Regions from separate parts of the Gossypium arboreum genome. Here region 1 is linked to region 2. A link is a contact called in public Hi-C data. All regions are on one chromosome and are shown on one strand. The core of a region is the stretch at or near the end of the contact, and the rest is flanking DNA. Distances in the headings are between cores, read along the strand shown.

Region 1 (6,085 bases), core at 1,911-4,410, 230 kb before region 2:
TTCCAGCTTCAAAGAACCTTAACCATCCCATTACCAACCTATAACAGTTATAAAAAAGATAGATATCAGAATAATTAATCTTTGAGAAAGGCAAATATGAGCAATGAGACAATGGTGATAAAAGCTGACTCCAAAATTAAATGAATGAAACAAAGGCTTCCAGCTGAAAGTAAGTCGAAACAGGCAGCTACCTTTTATTTATTTATCTAACCATTATAACCAGTTCACTATCCATCAGTTCTTGAGCCCATTTTTACCTCTGTTAGTCAATGAAATACTGATAAAATTGCGCAATAGATCTCACTGTCATAAGTTACTTCAGATTTTTGCAAACAAGTGTACAGGAATGGTTCATTCAGTTTACGACAACTCATTTAACTTATCAAATTCTAAGGTTTAAACAACTCATGTTTGACATGCTAACAGCTCGAACTAATGACCAAGGAACGAAAATGCCTAGCATTTACTAATCAATAACATACATAAATTGAATGACTAAAGAACTTGAAATGCATTATTTGAAGATAAATTTGCCAGAAACATGTTATATAGTTTCTTCAGTCTTCCTCACCCATTTCCAACAGAAACCTGCCAAAAGAATATGTGTCAAATGTCTCGAATAAAGTAGATCTCTATTCACTAGTTTAGATATCTCTAAAGTTTCAGAGCCTTCTTTTTTGTGCGTACAAAAACTAGCAGAAGAAAGTCAACTCTGGAATGTGATACATGAGATTAGAATTTTAATGTCTCTTTCTAACTTCTACTATATGTTCTACCCACCCCACATTTCTCATTAACAGTACAGGTTACCAACCACGTTTAGATTGTGCCGACTGCATTGCAGAAGGATGCATATGTCATTAATTGCTCTGTCTACAACAGACTGATCTGCATCACAATACATGAACAACCCCCAAAAGAAAAGTGTATTAAATCTTTAAATTGCACAAGTTAAACAGAATTGTCATCACTGTCCTCTGAAGTAGCAAAGATCATTGCAAATCAATAGAATTGAGCAAATTGTCACCAATAACAGTAGAGAAGTAAGAACAACGTCTAAACAAGTCCCTGTCCTCTGATTCAAACAAGCAGATCTTTCAATGCAGTAACGAAATTGGACCTGAAAATAATAATGAATGCATGTAATATATATCTCTCTTTGACGCATGTTTGTTTTCTTGAAGAAGTTGTTGAACTATCAATAACACCCTCAATAACACATCTGAAAAAGATTAAAACCAACAAATAAAATTTTTCCACTTGAAAGTCAAATATAGAAAAAAAAGATCTGGAAATCGAAATGTAAGCAACTTTTTTAACTTAAATACCAATTCTATGGACGTGGCTTTCCTTCTGAAATGTAAGAACTTCATGCCCACTGGGCTTATTAAATCTGCAACTGCTGCATTCAACACAGTACTAGCAATGTATTCAACCTTCCTTTTTTCTTTTTCTCTCTCAAAAAGATAATTCAAATTAAAGAATATTTGCAAAACAATTAACAAATATTCTTATTAAATCTCATATTTAGATTAGATAAGCTCGCGCAAAACGAGAATAAAAGAACGCATAAATTCAAGAAGGAAAAAAACGTAAAATTTATTTCAAACCAAATTGAATCAAGATTGGTGCAGTAGGTTCTGAAGCTTTGGATGAAAATCAACGGAGATCGTCCTTCGCTCAAATCCTCCAAGATCGACAGCGTAAACTCTGCAAACAAAGGAAAGGTTATTTTGAATTTTCAGAGAAAATTAACCAAAAAGAAAGGAAAGAATCAAAGAAATTTGGAAACCAGATAATTATATTGAAGATTTGGTTAACGAAAAACCTTTTATTTTTCTTAGCAGATCTCTAGAGCGAGTACTTGAGTGAATTCCCTCCATTTTTTTTTTCTTTCTGCTTTTGGATTTGAGAAGTTTAAAAAATAGGAGTATTTATAGTCGTAAGATTTGTTTTCTATTCGGGTCGGACCCAATGTTGTCGGTTTTGTTACGCCTTCTTTTGAGCTCTCTTTTAATTAATCAGGGTCATTCCTTTTTATCGTAGGGGAGAAATTTATTTAAATATACCGGGTCATACAGAGGAGTACTAATAGAGTCGGTTTTAACAACGGGTAAATTTTAAAATAGTCACTTCTGTTTGTCTCAGATTACATTTTAGTCACTTATATTTGAAATATTACGTTTTAGTCACTTATGTTATCATATTGTAACATTTTAGTCACTGAGTGTTAATTGCCGTTAATAGTGTAACGGTAAGCTGACGTAGCACGTTAAATCATCTTTTCAAACAAAACTTTTAAGTTAAATTATACAATTGGTCCTTATATTTTTTTCGTTTTGAGCAATTTAATTTTTTCTTTTACATTAAAAGAGATGGAGAAGGGAGGAAAATAGGGAGAGAAACAAAAGAAAACTAAAAAAAAAAGGAAAGTTAAAAGAACATAAAAGGAAAAAATTAAATTACTCAAAACAACAAAATATGGGATCCAATTGTACAATTTAACCTAAAATTTTTATTTAGAATGATGATTTAATGTGTTACATCAGCTTACCGTTATACTGGTCATGGCAATTAACGGTTTAATAATTAAAATATTACAACATGTTAACGTAAGTGGTTAAGACGTAACATTTCAAGTATAAATTATTAAAATATAACTTGAGGGAAACAAAATAACTATTTTAATAGTTTACCATAAATTTTAATTACATAAAATTCATTAGCGGTCCTAACATTAGACAAGAGCCTAGATTAAATACACTTTTAGCTCGAGCCATAGCGTCGACACAATAAGTGGTCTCCCGTTATAATGGAATCTAGTCAATAAAATCCTGCAATCATGTAATAGAGGTTTGAGTAAAACAATAATATTAAAAGAACACATAAATGAGATCAAGAACAAACATGTGGGTGATATTCATTCTTCGAGCAAACATAAGACAATCCGGTGTGTGGTGAGTTTAACTTCATAACAGGAGATCAATTTAAGGGAGTACAGATAAGTAATATATTTATATATTAATAATGAAACGACAAACGTTGGTTGAATTTGCGAGCACCCATACCTAGTAATGTGTGTTTTAAATACTCAGATCCCATCCCATCGGTTTCCCACAAATAATAAATACACTAGGATACATTTAAAATGCAATCCTCCACATAAAACAAGGTTCTGTTAGCGTCCCATAATTAAACCTCTATCTTTCTCCTTCAACCAATCAGACGCTCAGCTAAGTTTTAGCTAAAAAGTAGCGACAAAACATCAGCACTCCACTGATAGAAACTTCGGATTGGATCTTCTACCAAATTCTAAGGTAAGTTTCCAATAATACTTTGTATTATTTTCAGCTTTGGTTCTCAGCTTTGTATGAAAAATATGAGCTTTAAACTTATAAAAGGTCTCATAGATCTTGGCCAGTCCTGAATCTTTCACATTGGAGTCATTAATCCCAAGTTTCACTTTTGGTTCTACTAGCTACTTACTGTTCTTCCATCTTTGTTTTCGGGATGCTTCAGTGATCAGTGATAAAGGGATTTATGGAGTGAAATTTCAGGTTTGGTTTAAGAACATCAACTGCATTGGGATGAATTTATTTGTAATTGAAACAAACTTTAAGAACATCATAAGAGCCCCTTGTCCCTTGACTCAAGTCGTCTACTTCATGACACATAAATTTGATCACTTGGTTTACTTTAATTTTCTGAATATTGCAGAGTTCCTGGTAGTGAGTAGTTACTTGTTTCTGCTGAACCTTCCTAATGGCCTCAAACCAGCCTTTGGTATCGGGATCGGTGACTCTCAAAACTCAAACCAGCAATGTGGATAGACCAAAGAAAAGGAGGGTTCGACGTGCTCGAAGTGCCCCTTTAGCACATTTTGTTCCTACTGATGCTAATGGAGATGATGATGCACTTCTACGTTCCGAGTCTATTTTCGGGCGACTTAATCCAACTCTTAAGAAGGTAGCACTGTCTTTGACGGTAATAGTATACATGGGTTTAGGCACAATTTGCTTTTATACAATCAGGAACCAAATCAAAGGGAAGAAAACAAATGCAATTCTTGATGCTCTTTATTTCTGTGTTGTTACAATGACCACTGTTGGATATGGAGACCTTGTTCCTAACAGCAACCTAGCAAAACTACTAGCCTGTGCTTTTGTCTTCACAGGAATGGCGCTAATTGGACTTATACTGGCCAAAGCTGCTGACTACTTGGTGGAGAAGCAAGAAAAATTGCTGTTTAGAGCGTTACATATGTACAAAATAGATGGTGAAATTGAGGTTCTAAAGGAGGTTGAGCATAACAGGGTGAAATACAAGTTTTACACAACATCGATCCTTCTTGTCGTGTTTGTAGTAACTGGTACCATCTTCCTATATAAAGTAGAGAAATTGGACCTAGTCGATGCATTCTACTGCGTTTGTTCTACCATTACAACCTTGGGGTATGGAGATATAAGCTTTTCAAGCAAAGGGGGTCGTGTTTTTGCTGTGTTTTGGATATTAACAGGCACTATATGCGTGGCTAAGTTTTTTCTCTACGTTGCTGAGGTAAACACAGAGAACAGACAAAGAGCACTGGTGAAATGGGTTCTTAGTCGAAGAACGACAAGTTTAGATTTGGAGGCTGCTGATCTTGATAATGATGGAGTTGTTGAGTAAGGATTTGCAGATGCTATCTTTCTTGTTTCCTAATGCTTTCTTTTTATCAGCTCAACGTGTTAGTGGCTTTATTTTATGCAGAGCTGCTGAGTTTGTTCTATTCAAACTTAAAGAAATGGGGAAGATTTGCCAACAGGATATTTCAGTTATAATGGAGGAATTCGAGGAACTAGACTTGGACCAGTCTGGGACCTTGACAGTATCTGATATAGCTCTAGCTCAATCTGTTGAAACCAGGAGTTCATAGCAACATGACATATAACGACATCTATCGGAGGAAGGAGGTGAATGATGTTAATCTTAGAGCTATTCTCTAAACCTGTAATACCAACTTTTAATCATTTATAGATGGCTGTTTTGAGTTATTGAATTGAACCTCTTTTCCTCTGTGTATATGAATAACAAGTAATAGCCTACTAGTTATGGAAGTTTTCTGAACTTTTTATGGTCAGAAATGTATGTACGAAGGCTTGATGATTAAAGTTCCTCCTTGTGTGAAGGCATCCAATCAAACAGTTCTGATTAAAACATCCACTTTTTTCTTTATTTGTTTCTCATAACTTTTGAATAAAATAAAATAAAAAAGGTGTTTAATTAAAAACAATCCTAATTTAATCTTTGTTTGACATATGTCATGGACTTTAGTGGGCAATGGTATGAATTATGATGGCTTGCTAATTGATTTTTGGGTTATTAGCTAATGACGGGTCAATGGATACAATCACTTAGTTTTTATGCTCCTTTTCTATGAGAAGAAAATGGCCACGTGTTGACTCTACATTAAAAAAAATCTCTAATGGCTGATTGCTCAACACGTGGCTAACTTTCTAAAAATAAATTTCAAAGTTATTTGTTTTGTTTTTAAATTTTAGATTTGTTTTTTTTTTTTAAATTTACATTTTATATTCATGGTGTATGCTTTATATTTAAATGATGTTCTAGAAATAATTAGTTCACATATTTATTCTTACGGATTATTTTTCAAATAAATCATTTTTCTGAAATATTCTTTTATTTTTTATTTTTATTTTACAATCTCGTTATATTTTTAAAATGTGAGTCAACGTGTTAACTTATTTCCATATTATTGATTAAGTGTTTTATTAAGTTGACATTACTTTTAACCTAATCACCAACTTAATTAAGAAAATTATAAAAATATTATCTGTAATTATTTTAGTCTTTTCATTTTAACAAAAATTAATAAAAATATGCACATGGTGAGATTTGAACTCGTGTTAATTATTGGATTAATAAAAGGGTTCAACCATATTTTGGGGTTTCAACTTGATAACTTTTGTTCAGACCTTGGGAAAATTTATCAAGTTCAAACCCCAATATAGAGAAAGTTACCAAGTTTAAACCCCAAATAGTTATTTAACCCTTGATAAAATTTACCACTCAACCAAAGCTTCAT
Region 2 (6,315 bases), core at 2,152-4,651:
GGAATGTCCAAATGTTCCTGCAGCAGTTTCTGAAAGCGAACAATTTACTGTTAGAGATAGTCTAGACTCTGTGAACACAACCTACAGCTTCTCTGGGACTGAGAACGGGATCAAGCAGAAGGTTGGAAAACACAATGCCAGCAAGAGGAGAGACACAAGTAAGTTGAAACAGAACCGGAGTATGCTGCCAGGGGCTAATGGTACCAAAAGGGCAAGTGAATCACTTCGTAACAGGTTCAGTAAACCACAATTATCTGAGAAAACCAGGCTGAGAAAAGGTGGGCCAAGTTTCTCACAGAAGGAGTTAAAGGTCAATAATATAGTTTCGAATGTCACTTCGTTCATTCCAATTGTTCAGCAAAAACAAGCAGCTTCCGTTACCACTGGTAATCATCTTCTTACCACTGGTAATCGTCTTCTTACGTCTTCTGCAGCTGTTCTTTTTGTCTCGTTTCTTCACAGAATTTTATGAAAACTACTACATATAGATCATGCAGATGCTTTAAATTTTCTGTAATTCTTTTAGGGAAGAGGGATGTTAAAGTGAAGGCTCTAGAGGCTGCTGAAGCTGCAAAAAAACTTGCTGAAAAGAAAGAGAACGATCGAAAGATGAAGAAGGAGGCCTTAAAACTTGAACGAGCAAGGTTGGAGCAAGAAAATTTGAGGCAGTTGGAGCTTGAGAAGAAAAAGAAAGAAGAAGAACGGAAGAAAAAAGAGGCTGATATGGCTGCTAAGAAAAGACAGAGGGAAGAAGAAGAAAGGTTGGCGAAAGAGAGAAAGAGAAAACATATGGATGAAACACGGAGGCAGCAGCGTGCTCCTGAAGAGAAGTTGCGTTCAAAGAAGGATGAGAATGAAGAAAAGTGCCAAGCCCCGGTAAACTCCCTTATGTTGTAAAGGAGATATTGTATTTTAAGTTTGCCTTTCTGTAGAATGGCATTAACTTTGGATCTCTGTTTTAGGATGAGAGAGCACAAACAACGAAGGGTCCTAGTGATGAAGCAGCAAAACATAAGAAAGTGCAAAAAGAAATAGCAGGCGGGAATGAAGGAAAAAAGTCAGAGATGGAATTTAGCACAGCTGTTGCTTCAACTTCTGTAAAGGCATGCACAGCTATTGAAGAAAACAATACAAAGGTAAAGTTCTTTTTAGCGGTATTACTGCTATATTCAACTAAATGTTAGGTCTCTTTATTGCTAAACCATCTGGATTGGAGCGTGTTGTCTTATGATGGAGAAAATGCTAAAAGTATTATCTCAGCTTGTATTGAGAAGGTATAACATATGTTTTTCACCATGTAAAAACGCAAAAGAGAAAGCAACGTCTGCAGTGAGATTTTCTTATCCAAGTGTTTAGGTTAATTTGCAGCAGACTGATGGAATCATCTCTTGGATTACTTGCTATATTAATACCAGCTTAACCTAAACCATCTCTTGGATGTTTCTTTTACTAATTGAATGTCTGTTAATATATTTATTTTTATTCAAGCATGATGTGGAGACTGAAATGAGCACCATGGATAGAAGAAGAGGGAACAATAGCCTGATTGCAGATACAAGCCAGGAACAATCATATGATATTTCGCCATACAAGGTTTCTGACGATGAAGATGAAGACGATGATGAACCGAACAACAAATTTGTTCCATCATGGGCCAGGTATGTGACTTAGTTTGGTCATCCTAAAATCTGGCGTGGAACACATGCACCATTCCATAATGATGATTATGATGTTTGACTCTTGGTGATTTTTGCAGTAAAAATCGTGTGGCTCTTGTTGTCGCTTCCCAGCAACGGTTAGATCCAGAAGTAATATTCCCCCCAGGAAGCTTTTGTAGCATTTCTGAAGGTGATTATCATAAAAACCATAAATCTTGTACCATGTCGGTCAATTGGACTAACAGTCGTTCTCTTAAATAGTTCTCTTGCCAAGAAAGCTCCAGCAATATCGAGTGAGTTAGATTGAATGGTACAGTTTTGAAAACCGTAGTATCTTCGGCCGACTCAATGACAGCTCTTCTATGAATAGAAAGGTACACCGTCTCTTCAGTTTTGACTACCATTTTTAAGGCAACTAGCACTTTATAAAAAATGTTTTAAATAATGTTTATTCCTAAAACCCTCCCCTCTAATGAAATTGTTGCTTCTTTTGCTGTGGCAGAGCGAGTAGAGAGACTTCTTGGAAGAGTAACAAGCAGGAGATTTTAAAAACTAAAAGAAAAATGTGACAAATGATGTAAATGGTAGTTGTGCCGGCATCAGTTATGCTAACTGTTTTACACCTGGCAAAATTCCAAGTCGCCAATATGCTAATGACTGTTCTTCTAATCCAGTCTCTCACTGTTTAATGATACAAAACAGTGAATAAACTGAGCTCCATGGAAGCAGTTGCGATGATAGCAATGTCTTATAATTTGAAGCCTAGAGAGGCCCAAAATGAATAGTTCTTGGACCTTTATAAGCACTAAAGGTGGGAGAAGAATGTTGAAATTGTTTATTTGGTTGTACTTTGAAATCCATTGGTGTAATATCTCAGTTCTTATACCACTGATAATGGTTTTTATTTTTTAGGCAGAATGAACATGTGATGTGATGATGTTGGAGCATCGCAACCTTAAAATTTTCTATTCGTGTAACGGCTCAATGACGTGGATTTGGATTTGGGTTAAGGTTTGGAATTGGACCCAATCATATTATTGATTTCCAAAATAATATCAGATTTCATTGTTTTGTCGGCTTAGTTGGCACGGCCTCCTTTCTTTTTCAAGCTGACACCAATTCTGATCCACTTTCTATGTTGCCGTTTGAGTTGCATAAAGAAAATCTAACTTTAAAAACGAAAGAATATATCCCTTCGGAATCTGATTTCACCCAAAAGTTTAAAAGTTTATATTCAAATCTTTTTCCACTCATTTTCCATTTTATAAATTTATATTTTCTTTTTACTTTTTCACTTGTATATCTTGAAACAAAATAAAATGATATATATTTGAAAGAGTTTATAATATATATTTGAATTGTTATCTATTCTATTCTATTCAAACCCCATCAATTATATTATAGGGGTTGGGTCTGTATTATCACCAATATATATATATAGGAGTTGGGTCTATTCATCATTATTGGGTCAAATGTGAACTTGCTCGGCTTTAAAGAAAGAAAGGGAATTCAGTCACATGGCTGTCAGAATTCACCAGTCCAACATATACGCCCCCAATCACCTTAAAAACGGTCACTTTTCAAAACCCCATTCCAAAAAAAAAAAGAAATCCCTTTTTCATTTCTCTACTCTGTCAAATCTATAATAAAACTACACCGTTTCCGCCATGGCGAATATATAAGCCACCTTCAACCTTCCTAACCGTTATACAATAATACACGATTATTTTAAACTAAATATTATATATATTAAAAAAAAAAGACCGTCATTGTGTCTCTCTTTAAAGCCCCACAGGCGCCTATTTTCTAACCGTTTAAACCACGTTTCCCTCTTTCTTTCTCATGCATTGTGTTTTGTAAACAATTCAAGAGCTTCTTGTTCGACTGTTCCTTTTCCGGTCCAAGAATCAAAACAATGCTGCCATTGCCAAGGATCCTTCTTGTTTCCTTGTTTCTTCTCTTAACCTCAGCTGAAAACACCTCCTTTGATTTCCCTTTCTTCACTGTCAGGAACCTCACCCTTCTCGGCGATTCCAATCTTAAAAATGGCGGCCTCATAGGCCTCACCAGGGAGATTGGTGTTCCTTATTCAAGCTCGGGCAGCCTTATCTATGAAAACCCAATTCGTTTCTTTGATCAAGAATCCAATATCACTGCTTCTTTCTCAACAAGTTTCTCTTTTTCCATTAACAATCTCAACCCAACCTCTTTTGGTGATGGCTTAACCTTTTTTCTTTCATCTGATAACCTAACTCTCGGCAGTGCCGGTGGGTATCTCGGTCTTGTCAACTCTTCACAACCGACCAAGACCAGGTTTTTAGCCGTTGAATTTGATTCTAAGCTTGATACCGAGTTCAATGATCCCAATGGGAATCATGTCGGTTTGGATATCAACGAGCTCGATTCAATCATCACAGCTGATGCATTGTTGCAAAACATTGATTTAAAGAGTGGGAATTTGATTACTGCTTGGATTGATTACAAGAATGATTTGAGGGTTTTGAATGTTTTCTTGAGTTATTCAACTGTAAAGCCTCCAACCCCATTGTTATCTCTGGAGATTGATTTGTCTCACTACCTTAAAGATGATATGTTTGTTGGTTTTTCAGCTTCAACAGAAGGGAGTACTGAAGTTCATTTGATTTACAATTGGAGTTTCAGGACTTTTGGTTTCCTGCCTGTGAGATCAAGATCACATCCTCATAATGTATCTGAGAGTTCAGTATCAGCAATAACAGGCATTCCTATTTCAAATTCTACCAAAAAACACCATAAGAAGTTTGGTTTAGGACTTGGTATTGCTGGTCCAGCTTTCTTTTTTGTGGTTCTTGCGGTTTTTGGTTATGTTTCTGTGAAGAAATGGAAGGGTATGAAAGTAGAAAAGTGTTTGAAAGCAGAGATTTTGACTGGACCAAGGGAGTTTAGATACAAAGAGTTGTATGCAGCCACAAGAGGGTTTCACTCAAGTAGGATCATAGGACGTGGTGCATTTGGAAATGTTTATAAGGCCGTTTTCTTTTCTTCGGGGGCTATCGGAGCGGTGAAAAGATCGAAACACTCCCACGAAGGGAAAACTGAATTCCTTGCTGAACTGTCCATTATAGCTGGTTTGAGGCATAAGAATTTGGTTCAGCTACAAGGTTGGTGTGCTGAGAAAGGTGAATTGCTACTTGTTTATGATTTTATGCCTCATGGAAGCCTTGATAAGCTGCTTCATCCAGAACCTGAGAATGGGATATTGTTGACATGGTCCCATAGGCAAAATATTGCTATTGGATTGGCCTCTGTCTTAGCATACCTGCACCAAGAATGTGAACAACAAGTCATTCACAGAGACATTAAGACAAGTAATATAATGCTTGATGGCAACTTTAATCCAAGACTTGGTGATTTTGGATTGGCAAGGTTGAGGGATCATGACAAGAGCCCGGTTTCAACACTTACTGCAGGAACCATGGGCTACCTTGCTCCTGAGTATCTTCAATATGGGAAAGCGACTGAGAAAACGGATGTTTTCAGCTACGGTGTCGTTATTCTTGAAGTGGCTTGTGGTAGGAGGCCAATTGAGAGAGAAGTAAACAGCCAGAAAATGGTGAATTTGGTTGATTGGGTGTGGGGATTGTATGGTCAGGGAAGGATCATTGAAGCTGCTGATACAAGGCTAAATGGGGCTTTCAAGGAGGAAGATATGAGGAAACTGCTGCTTGTAGGTTTGAGCTGTGCACACCCTGATAGTGCTGAGAGGCCTTCAATTAGGAGAGTCCTTCAGATACTTAACAATGAGGCAGATCCTATACCCGTGCCAAAGATGAAACCAAGTCTCACTTTCTCTTGTAGCTTAACTGTTGAAGACCTTGTCTCAGATGACGAAGAAAGCAAAACAACTGCTTGAGGGTGAGCAGGAATTCAAAGCTGACTTAGAGTTAGATTTAAATTTCTAATATGCACAATTATTTGATTGTTTTAGGACCCTACATTATAGTATTACTTCAATTTAGTTTCCTTATTTTGAGACTAGGAGTTCATTAGTCTGAGTTCAAAAGTACTGTATTGAACTATGTGGTCTCTGCTGTAACCTGAAAATATATTTCTAAGTTTTGAGATAAACTTACTCTGATCTATCATGTTCCTTCATCTAATAAGATGAGAAAAATGAAGAGAAATGTTCTTGACTGCCCTTGGAGGCATGTTCCTTTTCATTATGTATTTGCTGATGTTAGCATCTTATTTAACATAAGAGCTTTTGCTAGGTGATTCTTGGGTTCATAATTGGTTTCATTTGTGCTTTCGGTTGCTTAAATACTTACAATGTATATACTTCCATTTGTAGCAATCCCTTCTGGTAAGTTTATTCATCTAGAAAGGTTCATCAAGCTAGAAAACATGGGAACAATGAATCAGAATCCAGTGACAAAAAATTGAATACTTACAATGTATATACTTTTGTAGCAATCCCTTCTGGTAAGTTTATTCATCTAGAAAGGTTGATCAAGCTAAAACAAAGGAACAATGAATCAGAATCCAGTGACAAAAAATTGAATCAGCATTTTAATTTACATCATAGGCAAACTGTTAATGTACAGAAGATGGCCTAAAAGTTGCCATCAAAATGTGATCCTCATTTCCAACTCAGTAATCCTAATATTTGTATAAGAAC

Evidence for each region. A called contact is a pair of places that touch in the nucleus more often than the background predicts.
Region 1: a Hi-C map of leaf shows a contact between it and region 2, with 3 times the contacts expected there. The contact joins the promoter of LOC108482343 here to the promoter of LOC108482258 in region 2. A contact is called at or near these places in 2 of 5 Hi-C or Micro-C datasets (both in leaf).

What each region holds. Positions count from the first base shown.
Region 1 is chr1:108,759,378-108,765,462 of ASM2569848v2, reverse strand. LOC108482343 (two-pore potassium channel 1-like) reads left to right here and starts at 3,160. Exons shown (of 3, transcript XM_017785466.2): 1 at 3,160-3,317; 2 at 3,718-4,664; 3 at 4,750-5,198. The coding sequence starts at 3,763. The coding sequence ends at 4,915. LOC108482490 (meiotic recombination protein SPO11-1) reads right to left here and starts at 2,003. Exons shown (of 15, transcript XM_017785626.2): 1 at 1,829-2,003; 2 at 1,611-1,710; 3 at 1,329-1,402; 4 at 1,121-1,222; 5 at 815-888; 6 at 572-588; 7 at 1-38. The coding sequence starts at 1,883.
Region 2 is chr1:108,524,678-108,530,992 of ASM2569848v2, reverse strand. LOC108482258 (probable L-type lectin-domain containing receptor kinase S.7) reads left to right here and starts at 3,401. Exons shown (of 1, transcript XM_017785376.2): 1 at 3,401-5,821. The coding sequence starts at 3,574. The coding sequence ends at 5,550. LOC108483656 reads left to right here. Exons shown (of 11, transcript XM_053030130.1): 4 at 1-386; 5 at 527-876; 6 at 963-1,136; 7 at 1,489-1,658; 8 at 1,757-1,848; 9 at 1,920-2,032; 10 at 2,161-2,469; 11 at 2,571-2,711. The coding sequence ends at 1,960. It overlaps LOC108480388 (poly(A)-specific ribonuclease PARN), which reads right to left. Exons shown (of 7, transcript XM_017783373.2): 7 at 6,184-6,315.